2 separate regions of the Sus scrofa genome follow, and region 2 is linked to region 1. A link is a contact called in public promoter capture Hi-C data. All regions are on one chromosome and are shown on one strand. Each heading gives the region's core, a stretch centred on a gene start, on an enhancer-like site or on the middle of the called end of the contact. The rest is flanking DNA. Distances are from core to core; before and after follow the strand shown. Region 1 holds the start of LOC100156421 (phospholipid-transporting ATPase FetA-like). Region 2 holds the start of FAM214B (protein FAM214B).

Evidence for each region. Promoter capture Hi-C pulls out the DNA fragments that hold promoters and counts their contacts.
Region 2: a promoter capture Hi-C map of liver shows a contact between it and region 1, with 5 times the contacts expected there. The contact joins the promoter of FAM214B here to the promoter of LOC100156421 in region 1. A contact is called at or near these places in 2 of 5 promoter capture datasets (fetal liver and liver), 4 of 47 Hi-C or Micro-C datasets (embryonic fibroblasts, heart right ventricle and skeletal muscle) and 2 of 2 datasets of contacts at active chromatin or transcription factors (alveolar macrophages and skeletal muscle).

Annotation. Positions count from the first base shown.
Region 1 is chr1:236,154,550-236,162,421 of Sscrofa11.1, reverse strand. LOC100156421 (phospholipid-transporting ATPase FetA-like) reads right to left here and starts at 4,074. Exons shown (of 29, transcript XM_005660209.2): 1 at 4,012-4,074. UNC13B (protein unc-13 homolog B) reads right to left here. Exons shown (of 39, transcript XM_021065583.1): 37 at 6,425-6,517; 38 at 6,090-6,248; 39 at 4,325-5,916. The coding sequence ends at 5,864.
Region 2 is chr1:235,902,830-235,910,701 of Sscrofa11.1, reverse strand. It overlaps FAM214B (protein FAM214B), which reads left to right and starts at 3,560. Exons shown (of 9, transcript XM_013986310.2): 1 at 3,560-3,647.

The DNA.
Region 1 (7,872 bases), core at 2,825-5,324:
GTACCTTCCCACCCTCCACCACAACTCTACCTCAACAGCCTCTTCTTTATCTTGCCAGAGTGAGTTATCTTTTTGCTTAAAAACCTACCATTGCCTTCAGGATAAATTCCTCTTCATGACCTGGCCTCTGCTAACTCCTCTAGTCTTACCCCTCACCATCCTCCTACTCAAAGCCAACTGTCCAGTGATATAAGCTACCTGCAATTCCCAACTCATCACCAAGTTTTTTTTTGTTTGTTTTGTTTTTTGTTTTTTAAACTCCAGGTGCACATACCACTCCAAATTCCTAGAACTTCATTTCCCTCAATTCAGACCTGGCTTAGTTCTATTGGATAAGAGTCAATGTACATCATCTTGCTCAGAAAGCCTTTTCCGAGGCTCCACAGATGATATCCTTACCATGAGCTCCCTTACTATGAGTTTCTATATTCACTTACATTTACACTTTAAGTTAAAGTTAACTATCTCCTTTTAAAGACCACATTATCCTTGAGGGTAGGGAGTATATATCAATGCATCTCCAGTGCCTAGTACCCAGTACGTGGTATGTGCTAAATGAGTTTTCTTGAATGAAGTGATGCCCTAGGGAATAACAGGAACCCTGATACCAGAAGTCACACAATCCTGCAAAACTTTCCAGTGATTTCCTAGCTTGCTCCTATTAAAAGTCAAAGTCATTACGATGGGGTCCAGGGCTCTGACTTCATATCCTACCATTCTCCCCTTCATTTATTCAGTTTCAGCCATACTTTGAAACTTTGACTGGAAAAGTATTTCAGCCAAAGAGCCATTTAGGCGTGTGCAGGAAGGAAGGAACTGAGATATACTGAGCCTCCAGCATCTATCAGGCCCTGTGCCAGGTACTTTCATTTGCCATATCATAGAATCCTCACAATCACTCTGACACAGAGGCATGACTACTGTCATTTCACAGCTAAGGAGACTAAGCCTTAGAGTAGATGCTGAATTTGAACAGAAGGAAACTTTCTTAGAAAGAGTTCAGAGCAATGACTTTTCCTTCCCTAGATAACTTTGTATGCTGGTTATTCTGTTTGCTGTGTCTCCTCCCACCCAACTCTCTCTGCCCTGTTCTGGGAAGCTGGTCTCTATGAACCACGTCACCCAGACTACCTTGACCCTGGGGTTCTGTGTGGGTTTTGCCCAAGTGGAAGGTGTTAGCTGGAGACCTGAGGGCAAGGAAAGATGAGGGTAATTACTTCTCTATTTTCTTGCTGTCTTACCTAAGTTCTTAGAGTGGCCGCTTAGCATTTACCACCTGAGCTCTTGTCAGGCAGTCCATCTTTCAGACTATTGCTCTCATTGGGTCTGGCAACAATGCTCCCCATCTTTCTTCCCTTGAGGCCTAGGAGTGCTATGAATTCACCATCTTCATGCTTCACCATTCCTTTCTAGTTTCTGTTAACACTGATCAAGTCTTTGAAAATCGTTCTTTGGTTAGACTCTCTTCAATTAAATTCTTTTGAATGTACCAACTGTTTTTCTGCAAGGACCCCAATACTAGGAAGACAACAAATGGCCATGTTCTTCTCCTTTGTTTTTCCTTTCATTCAATTTCCAATATCTACAATCAAGGCTCCTTTCTCTCCTCTAATCTGAAGCTTCCTACCCTTCCAGAGTCTACAAGGCCTTCCAAGAAGTCTCTCTAAATCTATCACGTACAGAGTAACAATGCAGTTGCCGTTATTATGCTGAATCTAGTGTGACATTAGCACTCTGTTGTTCTTGCAGTTCTAAGACTGTTTAGCTTTGTTAGCCTGACCACCCTGGCAGGGCAATAAGCTCTTTAGGAGTAAGGAACTTTAGTGATTGTAATCTCCAAAGATATTTTAGCTGGAAGGAACCTTAGAGTTTACTTTATCTAACCACCTTATTATACAGATGGGAAGATTCAGGCTCACACAGGGAAGGATCTCTCAGAGCTTTAAGTGGCAGACTTAATTAAGTTCACCATCTAGATTCCCTCTACTACTTCACCATGCTGTGATCCTGCACTGGGTACTTAGTAGGCACTCAATATACTGATGACTCTTTCCTAAATTCATACAGGGAGTTTTGTTTGGTTCAGCATTAGGCTCCATGCCTAGATGGGTACCTGGCACATATTATGCATTCAAGCAAATATATATATTTACTGATTTTGAACCCTGGACACAGCAACAAGTTCCATGGAAATTATCAGAACTCAGAGGACCATTTATAACGATATTAATCCCTTGTACATCTAGAGAAAATGTAGTTTTCAAAGTGCTTTCACACATAAATAAGCCCATTTGATCCCTCTGAGGTAAACATGGCCAGAATTAATAGTCCATTTAACAGAAGTAAGAAACAGCCCCTGAAAAGTTAAAAGCCAAGGTCCCCTGTCTAGTAGTGAGCAGAGCTGAGACTACTGTTCATGTCTTGACTCTCACTTCAATACCATCTCCACTATTCCATGCTGCTTCTTCAGTTTGCCATTCTGTTTCAAGATATGGGAGGTTCGTTCAGGAAGCAAGTCCAAATATTCATACACTTATGCTGATGAAAATGATTTTGCTTTTTAAAAAATTCAATTAAAAGTACTCCTATTCTACTTCTGATTAATTACAACCTGCAGAACATCCCCAACTCTTGATACCATAAGGTCTGTTATCTCCCACAGAGAGAAGGGTTACCATCTGCACATTCTGGAGCGAAGGAGACAGCACTTTTGAGACATCATTTCCAGTACAGTCCAGAGCTAGGCTCTTTTTAAAACCAGTTACTCAAAGAAAAATAATACCTTGCCTTTGGCCCGATCCCACCAGAAAGGTATTGGCATAGGATTTCTTCAAGATGAAATACACCAGGAAGCTACCAGTAGATATTTTGATTGAATTCTCACATATATATATATAAACCTTCACTTTTTCTTTTTTTGGCTGCACCCACAGCATGTGGAAGTTTCCAGGCCAGGGACTGAACCCATGTTGCAGTTGCCGCCTGTGTGCAGCAATGCCTGATCCTTATTTAACCTGCTCCTTATTTAACTGCTGTGACACAAGGCACTTTCAAAAAAAAAAATTTAGTAGATCTCACCCTGGATTTTAGTTACTAGGATGATCTCTGCCTTAATCTGGGCATTAGGGAAACCAAAGATAACCTAAACATATCCAACCTCTTTGGATTTCAGTTTCCGTTAGGAATTCAAAGTACTGGCACAGAAAATTACCCCAAATCTTACATCAGGGAGTAGAAACTCAAGTGCCTATCAGGTGCCAGGCAAAGAATGTAAAGCTCAGTACGACTAAGCAAGGAGTAATGAAATCTATAATGAACTACAGCAAACTAATTTGTTAGTTGCTTCTCAGCTCCAACCACCCGCCACTTTGTGGGAATATGAGCTAAGAGTTAACAGTTCTTCTGATTTTCCCCCAAAAGCTGGAAATACGCATTTTTTAAATGTAAAATCTGGTTTTGAAAAGTCAGTTACTAATTCAAATCTGCAAGCCTTTTTGCAAGCCAGTCAGTTGGTTTTTCCTTATGGAGTAGGTTTCCTGCTCCATGTGAGAGAGGAATGATAGTAAATGTGCCACTTTAAAGTCAAATATGGTATACAACTCAGTGGGTAGTGCCGGGAAAGTGGACAAAGCTCCCTTAGTTAATACGAATGTACCTTGGTAGGGGCGAGGGGAGGGGGGAGTGTGTGTGTGTGTGTGTGTAGTTTCTGCTTTACAAGGTAACTGTATAAATGGGTGCCCTCTGGGAGGTATTTGGGTGATAAAAATCCGCTTTGCTAGGTATATGGGCAGATACGTCTTCTCTGGAGTGTCTGGAAAAGCCGTATAATCGAGTACGGCGGGGATGGGGAATACTGGGAGAGCAGTTAACGAGAGAGTGTGAGGACAGACAGCTATTAGGAAATAATAGCGCTAGGGATGCGAGATAGTGTGGGGGTACAGTTTCTCTTCAGTGTTGGAAGGAGAAGACGATAACCTCTTCCGTCACCACCCTTGGGCACTTCTCGCTCACCATCGCCGCGCAGCGGTCGACTCCAGCAGCCGCCATCTTAACGCACCTTTCTGCGCAGGTGCCCTGGAGTCGCACGGTTCAGTCGAGTAGAGCCCCGCCTCCAACCACGCCCCCACCCCCACGAGCCCGCCCCAGCCACACCCCCTTTCTTAGACTCTGCCCTCCTCCCCCTCAGCCTTTTTAGGCTCTACCGCTTGGGGTTGGCGGGGGAGTGGAAAGAGTAGCAAAGAGCCACTGGCCTAAAATCTGTCATTATACAACAAAGTCATTTCTACAGCTTTCCACACTTCAGGAGAACTACCAGACCACAAAGGCTGATATAAGATAATTTATTACAGACTAACCAATAATTTCCTGTAACAATGGCACATACAATAATTAAAAACAGCAAAGATGCTTAGTTTCTTGTTTCATGTAATGGCCAATGGACAATGCTGAGCCCTCAGGAAGCCCAGGAGGCTGCTACTGAGAAAGTGAAGGGCCATGTCACATCTCTGAGCAAGGGCCGGGAAAGTCCACATGGCCCCCTGTAAAGAGTTTGTCTCTGACCTCACAGGGAGTGTTGAGGCCCACCCCCACTCCATCCAGTCTGTACAGAGGGATCATAATCCAAATTCCTTCTGTAGGATTGAACATCTATGAGGGGAACAGCAGCTGACCTAGATGAAAGGGAATGAGGACAAAAGCTAGATTCCTTCTGCAAAGGGGAACACCACCAGAAGGCAGGGGCCGTAAGTGAGGACTTTCTAGGCTGATTTCCACAGTTTTTGGCTTTGCAGGGCTTATCCACACAGAAAATACAGCCCTCTCTCCTGGAGCCTTCACTTAGCTTCAGGTGCATACACTTAAGAAGAGTCTCTTGTGTCCTGAAGCATCACTCCCCTTCCTAAAGGAATGAGGTAGGGGGACTCCTGGGCAAGTGCCCCTGGTGCTTGAGTTCCAAAGAAATTCTGCTCAGGGCTCTGAAGCACCATGTGAACCTGGTTCTACTCATGACAGATAATCTGGGGGAAGGGATTAGCACAGCTCACTTCTGAAGGGTATTTCGTTCAGTTTCAATGCCTTGTACTCACTTGAGTCACTCTAAATCAGTGGATTCTGCTCAAGGGACAGTCTGAATTGTACTCCGTGTGCTCTGCCCTAATCATACTCCAGTCCAAACCACAGGGCTCTGCAATACCTGTAGACTCAACTGATTACTTACCTAGTTAAGTACAAGCTCCAGGCCCTCTAAACTCGTTCTTCTAATGATTCGTATGTATGGGTCTAACTAGATAAGGTGTGCTATGGAGGGGGTGGAGAAGTGGTGTGGGGTGAAAGGGTCTCTACCAAAAACAGCTGAAACTCTCAGAAATGTCTGTTTCTTTCTCTTTATGAAAGACTCCCTATGCGGTAATCCCCACAGTCCAGTTCTGAGCACCACAGACCTATGAGTGAGGGGTTCATGACCCTTTCTAGGAAATGCCATGCTCTCACCACCTCTAGTTTTTCCTTCTATTTCCTTAACTTAAGGAGTCAGCCTCTTGACTCTGAGGAACCCTAAGCTGACTACATAGTAACTCCTACCGGCCCTGACTTGTGGAACAGGTGCCATCCAGTTGGCACAGGAGCCTAGGTGCTCAGCTCCCCTCCTCCATGGAACGAGACTCCGATTTGAGCTTCACAAACTCTCGGGCCACTTCGTCATTGCTCCTCTGAGACAGAATCCGGAGAATAGTCATGCCTGTCTCATCCATGTGGATCTTCCGGCCCAAGGGGCACCAGCAGGCACAGCTACCCTTGGCTGCCACATCCCTCAGAGGCATCACAGCCAGCCCCAGAACACGATCCTCCCGGGCAAAGCAGTAGTCCTTCACACATATTTGCAACTCATAGGCTTCTGGTCCCTCTTCATTTCCCAGGAGGCTGTAAGCACAGAGTAGGTGGAAGGTAGGAGACCAGTGCTAAGGGCATTCTCAACTAAATTCACCCCAACCACCATCCAGTCTATCCTTTTCTCCCCTCCCAATTTTTACCCCCCAGATCACCCCATCTCATCCCATCCCAGAGTCCTGCAGGTCCCCCATGCCATAACTTACAAGTGAATGTCTCATTGTACTTGGGAGCCCAGTTGTTGCTTTTAGACTTGGTTGTGAACTTCCTCTTCTTATCACTTTGGTGAGGGCCAACCATGGTTACTTCCACGAAGGGCCGGAACATACCTGCTGTCTGCCACTTGAGGTCATTGGCAGCCACCACTGCACAAACATGGGAAATCTGTGAGGGATCCCATCAAGCATTCCCAGTTCTTGAGCCCCAGGTGCCATTCCCCTTGGAGGAGGGCTAAGCTGAAGGGCTGGGATGAGCAGCCCCTGCCTTTGATTGATGAGGCCACTGGGCAAGAAAAGGTCTGAGGTGAGTCCATGCCACTCACCTTTCACTGTGACCTTGTGCTCTCCTGTGCCAGGATGTGTAAACAAGTCCACCTGAATGGAGACTTCTCCCACAGGATCATCCACACCAGACCCTGAGGGACAGATGAACAGATGATCCTCCATTGAAGAACTTTAAGTCTTTAGGTCTAATTATGATAGGTAAAACTGTGGAGTTGGGAGGCTACTGTCATACACCCTAAAGCAAGAAGCAGTCACCCACAGAAGCTATGGGGAAGTAAGCAGTGGGGGAAGGGAATGAAAGAGGATAAAGAATGAGGCTGTGTATTAAAATACAAGTCAGGGTGACAACATCTTAGGCAAAACTTCCAGAAATTCAATTGGTATCTCTCAGGTTCCCCAAACCTCTCTTAGGCTAAAGAATTTTCATTGAAAGATGAGGGAAAGGAGAGTGCTTCCATCCTATATTTTTGAGAACTATGTCCACCCCATGGTGTCTCAACAGGACAATGAGGGTCCCATCTAGCCAAAAACAGCACCCTCCCACCCAGAGAGGCCCCTGCTTGGGAGGCTGCCCTGCACAGAAACACTCTGTCCTACTCAGACCTGGACCTCTCCACAAACAGCTCCCTAGTCCCTCTGGCCAATTTGTAGGCTCCCTCCCGCAGAGGCCTCACTCACTATTTTGGGAAAACACCAGTACCTAGACCCCAGATAAAACTTCTTTGTCCTAAGATGGACGGGTGGGGGGATTCTGAGGACAGAACTATCATGGAGCCTGTGTTGATCTGCATGAATACACTGCCCATCTCTGAGCCTTGGGATAGAGGTTCCAAACTGTGACACCTGATTCCCCCAGCCCCAACATAAGCAGCTCATTCTGGTTCACAGGGGACAGTGTTAGCCCATGTTAGAGTCACATCTGCATGGTGTATAACGTACCCTTTTCCGGCTGAATGTCCTCATTAGCAGTAAACCTAATACCTTTCCCATCATGCACTGAGTGAGGACAGGCAAGTCAAGAGGTAGCAGCAGGAGGACAGAGAAAGAAGAATCAATTAGAGGTCTATGGAGTTAACAGCCATTCAGAACAACTCTATGCATATTCTGAGGGAGCAGAGAGATGGGGTAGGGCAGAGAGAGAAGCCAAAGAACTGGGATTGGTGCCTGAATGCTTCAAATTATACTTAACGGTTTGAAGATTAGCCAAATCATGGGCACTAGCAGTAGAACATAGAGAGAGAAGGTTTCTAAGACCAGCAGGGCACAAAACAGAGTAGGCTCTAGTTTCCTAGGCCCTTAAATGATAAAGCAATACGTAGAAAATGTACACACATACATCTGCATCCCCCCTGTAGCCCCCACCCCTGTTCTTACTTCATACATGCCCATTCCAGCCTCTCCTCATCTTTACATTTAGCTTAAAGCTCAATGTTTCTAAAAAGCCTTTTAGATTAACTCAGATCCTTCCTTTACATGTGTACTCAGC
Region 2 (7,872 bases), core at 2,311-4,810, 250 kb after region 1:
AGTGGGAGTTCCTGTCCTGGTGCAGTGGAAATGAATCCGACTAGGAACCATGTGGTTGCAGGTTCGATCCCTGGCCTCGATCAGTGGGTTAAGGATCTGACATTGATAGGAGCTGTGGTGTAAGTCTCAGAGATGGCTTGGATCCTGTGTTGCTGTGCCTGTGGCATAGTCTGGCAGCTGTAGTAGCTCTGATTGGACCCCTAGCCTGGGAACCTCCATATGCCAAGAGTGCGGCCCTAAAAAGCAAAATAAATAAATAGGCTACTGTGTTGCTCTTACTGGGGAAATTAAACAATCCTGCTAGCAGAAAGACCCTTTTCTGTCAATTCAGAAAAGTAAGAGAACATACTTTATTATTATTTAGTAAGCATTAACAGATTATATACATGTAAGTGAGACAAGGGGAAGGGGACAGGGTACAATCATTAAAAGAATAAGGATACGACAAAAACTAGTTAGAACAAATTAGGCCCAAGATGGTGGAAAATTCGACTCCAGTAGCCCTTGAGCCTCATTATATGCTCATTTTTGTACATTAGCTGACATACCCACAGGTGCCATGACAGTCCAGAGGCTGACCACAAAAGGCCAAAAAGTAGGTGGTGGATGAATTCCTGGAAATCTCCAAGCCTTCCCTCAAATAGTTAGAATAATCTTCCAATTCCTTAGCCTATGCTATTACCCAGCCCATTAAAAAACTAACACCCCTGGAGTTCCCTGGTGGCCTAGCAGGTTAAGGACCAGGTGTTGTCACTGCTGTGATGTGGGTTCAATCCCTGGCCCAGGAACTTCCATATGCCACAGAGACAGCTGAAAACAAACAAACTACCTAACCACCGCCAGAGCCTGGAGCCACTTTCACCTTCTGCGATAGACCACATTCTGCCTATGCAAAGTATATCTCTCCAAATAAATCTGCTTTCACTTTACTATGGCTCACTATTGAATTCTTTCCTGGGTGAAGCCAAGGACCTTCACTTGGTAGCCTATCCTAGGAACTAGGCTAAGACTTGGGACATGACCATTCTCTTGAACCCCATTCTCCTCCTACAACATAAGGTAGCCTGAAAATGTCTGCAAAATTAGGATAAAATGTCACATAATTTATACAGCAAAGCAGAAGAAAGAACACTTATCTCCTCAAGAGAAAAAAGCTGCATATCTTTTTTGTTTTTTGGGGTTTTTTTTTTTTTTTGGTTGTGCCTATGGCATGTGGAAGTTTTAGGGCCAGCGATTGAACCTACACCACAGCAGCGAAATTAGCTACTGCAGTGACAATGCTGGATCCTTAACATGCTGCACCACGGGAGAACTCTGGGGCTGCACCTCTTAATAATCTCCTACACATTTCCAAAGAGACCTTTGTTTAAAAATCTAGAGATTATTTGATCCACAACCTTGAAGATATCTCTATATTGTTAGAACTAGAGGCTAGACTTGGAGTTCTCATTGTGGCACAGTGGGTTAAGAATCTGACTGTAGCAATCTGGGTCCATGCAGAGGTATGGGTGGGTACATCCGGCGTTGCTGTGGCTGCAGCTGCAGCATAGGTCAGAGGTGTGGCTCAGATTCAATCTCTGGCCTGGGAACTTCCATATGCCACAAGTGTGGCTGTTAAAAAACAAGAGGGAGTTCCCATTGTGGCTCAGCCTGACTGGTATCTGTGAGGGACCCCTAGTCTCATTCAGTGGGTTAAGGATCCGTTGCCATGAGCTGTGGTGTAGGTTGAAGACATGGCTTGGGTCCCACCATTGCTGTGGCTGCGGCATAAGCTGGCAGCTGCTGCTCAAATTCAACCCCTAGCCTGGGAAATTCCATATGCCACAGGTTCGATCCTAAAAAGCAAGCAAGCAAACAAACAAAAAAACAAAGTTCTGAGCCAAACACAGTGACCTCAAACTTTGAGCTTTTTTCACTACACAAAACCCTTCCAACTTTACTCTCTCTAGGATTATACAGGTATTTGTATGATGATACAAACAAACAAGCCACATCAGGGCAGAAAAATTTTGTTTCTTTTTCACTTTTTGCCTAGCACACCATTTGGTGTTCAGTAAAAAGCATCTTAACGACTCACAGAAAGAAAGTCACAGGGACCTAAAGAATCTGAGACTTAGAGAGAAATTTAACAGGTCTGATCCTTCATAGTCCTCAGCACTGCCAACTCCACAGAGAAGCTCTGAGTTCTGCAAGGGCCCTGTGCTGCCATCTACCGGTAGCTGGCAAGCATCGACTCCCCATTGCTATCTCCAGAACCCAAAGGGTTGCGGGAAGTTGGAGAGTAGAATCAAACGCTAATTAAATTACAGAAGTGTAAATGTCACATAGTTTTTGTTTTGTTGTGTTTTGTTTTGCCTTTTTTTTAAAGGGCCGCACCCACGGCATATGGAAATTCCCAGACTACGGGTCAAATCAGAGCTGCCGCAGCTGCCAGCCTACACCACAGCCCACAGCAACACCAGATCCTTAACCCATAGGATTGAACAAAGCCAGGGACTGAACCTGCATCCTCATGGATACTAGTCGGGTTAGTTACCGCTGAGCCACAACAGAACTCCTGTCACATAGTTGATTTGACACGTGCAAAGCAAAGGCTCTACTTTTCTTCAGTGATTGCAGGCTCCCCTTACTCTGTAGTAACACTTAGGCTCATGAATTTCACAGACGACTCTCTGACCTATCTCTACAGGTACACATCTGACTCTTACTTCTTGTCTCCCAGAATTCAGACTCTCTTGAACAGAGTAGGCTGCAGAAATTATTCATCCTCACAGAGTTGAGACCCCGTCAACCAGATTTGCGCATTTTTACAGAACCCTGAGACCCCTTGTGCTACTTTGCAAGTCCCACAGACCTCCCCCATTAAGGCAAATACACGCGCTAACGCAGACGGCTTCACTAAGAGGCTCAAGTTCCGCAGGCTGCTCACACCAGCGCAAAAGCTTGAGAGGGCCTCATTCAGGCTCGGCGCCTTCAGGCTAACGCTTTGACCCTGGCTCTGGCTCCCCACCTCCAGCCTAATCCGGTCAGCCTAGGCCTCACACAGAGGGCACATGCCCCGCCCATCTAAACCTGTCATCACAGAAGCCGCACGTGGCCGGGGTGGGACCTCAGGCGACCTGCAGCCATCACTTTGTCTCCTCCACCATCCATTGGGACCACCACCACCAATCAGAGCCAGCGGTTCCCGGCTGGAGAGCGGGCGCCGGGGTGAGGCTAGTGGGAGAAGGGGCGGGGGGAGAAGAGGCTCAGAGATCTGAGGGGGCTAGCGTTGGAAAGGAGCTTGGCACCGGTTCTGCCAGGCTGGAATCCGAGTGGGCGGGTCCTAGTGACAAGCAAGGAGACCAAAAAGGGGCGGGGATTGGAGGGGACGACGGGCAAGCAGTGTTCAATGGGGAGACGCCGAGAAGACGAGAAGGGGCGGGGCCTTAGAGGGGGCGGGACCTGTATTACAGGGGAGGAGCCCCAGGAATTACAGAAACTAGGAAAAAGGACAAGCGGGGTGGGGGGGGAAGGTGGGAGGTGGGACAGGGGGAGGGTGGGTCTTGTCGTTGCGGGGGCGGGGCTCGCACCAAAGGGGCGAGGTTTGCCGGAGGAGGCTGCAGCTGGGGCAGCTGTGTAACTGCCCCAATCCACTACCTCCCCAGGTGCAGCGGGACTCACGGAACTGCAGGTGTGGGGTGGGGTGCGTGTGGAAGAAGGGACAAGGACCGGGGTGCGCTTGGGCAGACATGAGGAGGTGGGGATCGCTTTAGGGAAGGAGAGAATTGGGAGAAATGCTGGGGTAGGGTGGAGTAAAGCAGAGTTAGGGGAGGAGCTGGGGCTCACTGTGTGGGCTAGGAGGTGCATTCTCCGGTAGCCCTTGTGGGGGAGGGGCGGGAGTGCTTTGTGAGGGTGGGAAGTACTAGGTAGGGGGTGAAGTCTTTATCTTGAAGTGGAGGGTTGGAGAAGATACTTGAGGAGGAGGGACTCTGAAGGAGCTTAGGGGGAAAGGGAAGAGGGGGTGTTGTGTGATGGAGAAGGGCTGGTGGTCCAGAGTGTGGGAGGGACAGATGGCCTGTGTGGAGGAAGAAGGGATGGGGCTGTGGGCACTCTGCGAAGGGAAGGGGTTGCAGGCCCCAGCTGGGGAGGGAAGAACCCCTAGTGCTTTGAGAAAGTGTGGGGGCATTATAGAGATTCCAGGAAGATGTTTGTGTCCTGTGTTTTAGGAATGAGGGTGATGAAATTGCTGGGGTGAAGAAGCCCGTCTGCAGTGCTCCTGGCTCCTCAACTCCTAACTCCACCTTCAGGCCTGAGCACTCTTAGAGAGGATCTAGGCCCCACTTGCCACTAGGGCTTGTGCGACCTTCTCAGGCAGCTCTGGATCTGTCTGGCTGAGTCTGGGTTTTTTGGTTTCTTTTTTTCCCCCTTCGTTGGTGTCTCTGGGGACCCTTCCCCCATTCTGTTCCTGTTAACCCCCCACTCTAGTTCCTGTTCCTTCTAGAAGCTTGCCTTGGTCCCTGTCTTCCCCCACCTCCCCCACTTTGCTCTGCCCTTATGTTCTGGGTGTGCTCATTTCCCACTTCCTTCCTCGCCCTGGGGCCTGGCCCGGTCCTTGCATGTCTAGGAGCTGTGCCTGCCCCAGACTTTGTACTCAGTGGCCAGAGACCTAATAATTAGCAGCAAGGCCCAGACCCCACCCTCACTACTACCAAGGTCTTTCCCAGCAGGCCCCCAAGTGAATGGTAGACACATTTTTACCACTTGCCACAAATGAAATTTCCCCACACTTTTCCTTCTCCTGGGTAGGTAACATTGCGACCGTCAAAAATTCTGGGTGTCTGTAGGAGGGGAAAATAATAAGTACTAAGGGTCTTTGATGCATGTTTGGAGAGGTGGGTCACTATTGTCATTTGAACTTGAGAAGGGATGTGAGGTTGCAGCCTCTGCTGGGGGAGGAAGAAGGAATGGCTCCCCATACTCCTGACCTGGAAGCTGACTGTCAAAACTGAGACTAGGGCCTAGTCCACTTGGGGGCTCCTCTGGTTCCCTGAGGGGACCTGGTGTAGGGCCAGAGTTCATTTTGCCCCTGGGCTGGCTGGGACAGGGTGGGAAAGCCCTGTTTTCCACACAGTGGCTGAATGAGTGTGACAGTGTTGCTGAAAGGGGCCCCAAGCCAGCCTCCTCTGGCTGAGAGACGGGTTGGTGGGGAGGAGGGGGTGCTGAGGCCAGACAAAGCCTTGGGGTAGGGTGGGGTAAAGGAGGGCAGGCTGAAGCCTTTTGAGGAGGAGCTGATTGCTATGGCAACACAGCTTCCCAGTCTGTCTCTCAGAGAGGCGGGCCTAGGGCAGACTCACTCCAGCTTCCTCTGGACTAAGGCATTCGTGTGAGTGGGTGGGGCATGAAGAGAAAGAGCATCAGTTTGCTGTGCAGAGGCTGGAGTATATGGCCTTTCTGCTTCAGAACGATCAGCGGAGCTTTCAGATGCTTGGACTCATCCTCTGGAAATGGATTTGAGTGAACAATAGCCATTAGAATCATAGCAATATAAGGTCAGAGCTGTAGAGGCTCTCAATGGTCATCATTTATACAAACTCATTTTACAGATTTGGAAATGAACAGAGACTGAGATTTTCTCCAGATCTCATAGTGAATGAACAGGTGTTAGAACCCAGGTCTCCTGATTGCTGTTCACTCAGCTCAGGGCTCATTGTTTCTTTCAACTAGAGTTTACTGAGCACCTATTTTGTGCCAAACACCGATGCTGATTCTGAGAGTACCAGCACGAATAAAACAGACAAAGTTGCTGCTCTCATGGAGCTTCCATTTTAATAGGGAAAGAAAGAAGTGTGTGTGTGTGTGTGTGTGTGTAGGGGGGCAAGCAGGAGAGGGAGAGAAGAGGAAAGAGAGAAATGATGTCTGGTGATAACTGCTATGAAAAAAAAAAAATAGGAGTTCCCGTCATGGCACAGTGGTTAATGAATCTGATTAGGAACCATGAGGTTGCGGGTTCGATCCCTGGCCTTGCTCAGTGGGTTAACGATCCGGCGTTGCCGTGAGCTGTGGTGTAGGTTGCAGACGCAGCTCGGATCCCATGTTGCTGTGGCTCTGGTGTAGGCCAGTGGCTACAGCTCCAATTAGACCCCTAGCCTGGGAACCTCCATATGCCACGAGAGCGGCCCAATAAATGGCAAGAAAGACAAAAAAAATAAATAAATAAAAATTAAAAAAAAAAAAATAAAGCAGGAGAATTTAGAGCAGCTACTTAAAGCCTCTTGATTGTACCATGCTGCTTGCTTTCCCAGAGCACACTGAGACCTAGAACATCTATGATCCTTCCCCCTAAACTGCTGCCCCATGGTCTTTGCAAATAATTAAGTCCTAGGCCTGTGGTAGTGGCAAGTAGATAGAACACGTTGGGTCACCAAGGGATTATTCCTTTCCTACAGTATTCTATGTCCACCTGCCTTGGAGTAAACTTTTACTAAGGCAAGTAGGCCCTGACATTGGTACTCTGCAATTTTGTTTCAAATTTCCTAAACCCTGGGAGTTCTCTTGTGGCAAAGCAGGTTAAGGATCTGGTATTGTCAATATAGCAGCTTGGGTTGCTGCTGTGGCCTGGGTTTGATCCCTGGCTGGGGAACTTCCACATGCCACGAGAGTGGCCAAAAAAAAAAGAAAGGAAAAAGACAATTTCCTAAATCCTCTTCCTTACCATTAGGGTGCCAGCAAGGAAGTCAGTCCACAGCAACTGGATTCTTTTTCAGGATTTTTCCCCTGGTTTGAGGTGAGGAGAAAGGAGCCTAGAGGAACTTACTTGTTTGTCTTTCCTAAGTATAGGGCACGGGGAGGAAGTAGGGGAGAGAGCCTCTTTTTTACCGTCCAGTGAAAACCTCAGGGCTCTCAGGGCCCACACTACAGGCAAGGTAGAAACAAAGACCTTGAGCCTTCTGTGGCTTCTCAACTATAAGAATGAACTCCCACTCTTCTGGAGGCACAGCCAGGAAGCCTGCCCTGGCTGATACCAATTCTCCAGGGTCCCAGCTTGAGTCTTCCCTCTTTTGGCTCTGGTGTTTGTCTCTTGTTTCTGTGAAAGACTGGGAGAAAAAAACCTCTAAGTTCCAAACTGTCAGACTTGACAACAAGTGCAGGGAGAAAGGTAAACAGAACTGTTTATTTTCTTAGCTTGCCCGCAGAGCATCCCCTCTAAAAAATTATCTTTTCATGTCTAATCCTTGCAAAGGTTTCCATTCTGGTCATTAAAAAAAATAGGAGAATAAGAATTAGGAATTCTGGTTCTGCTGCCACTTAACTTGGCTGGATCTGGACTGGGCCTGGGGCCCAGTGACTCAGGAGGAGGGTGGGGAGTTTCGAGGGAGCTGTGAGTCATGGATGTGAGCTCCATCACAAAAGTTGGGCACATTTTCCCCCATTTTGGGCAAAAGCCTTCCTATCCCACTTTTCCTGGGTGCTCTGCCTCCTTGAACAGGGCCTTATGAATAGAAAGAGACCGGCAGAAGGGCTGAAGCAGAATGGAAATTTAGAGACATAAAGAATTCTAGGTTCCTGAATTAAAACATATCCCTGTCACAGGAGCCCTTGGGGCCCCTCTAATGAAAACGAAAGAACATAAAGAGAAAGAAGACTATCATTTCTCAGTGGAAAGAGTTAAGACCCCACTTCAGGACCTTTTCGTCTGCCCTGGCATGAAGGAGGCTTCCTGGGCTTCTGGTCTATGGAGCTCTGGTTTGCAAGGCATGGCCAGGTATGGGGGATATGGGGATATTTGGTATTGGAAGAGCAAGCTGACTTTGGAGATCATCGAACTGTGTCTATGAACGCTTTAGGCCGTCCTATTAACCTGCCTCTGAAGAGGAAGGGCAGGGTGAGAAG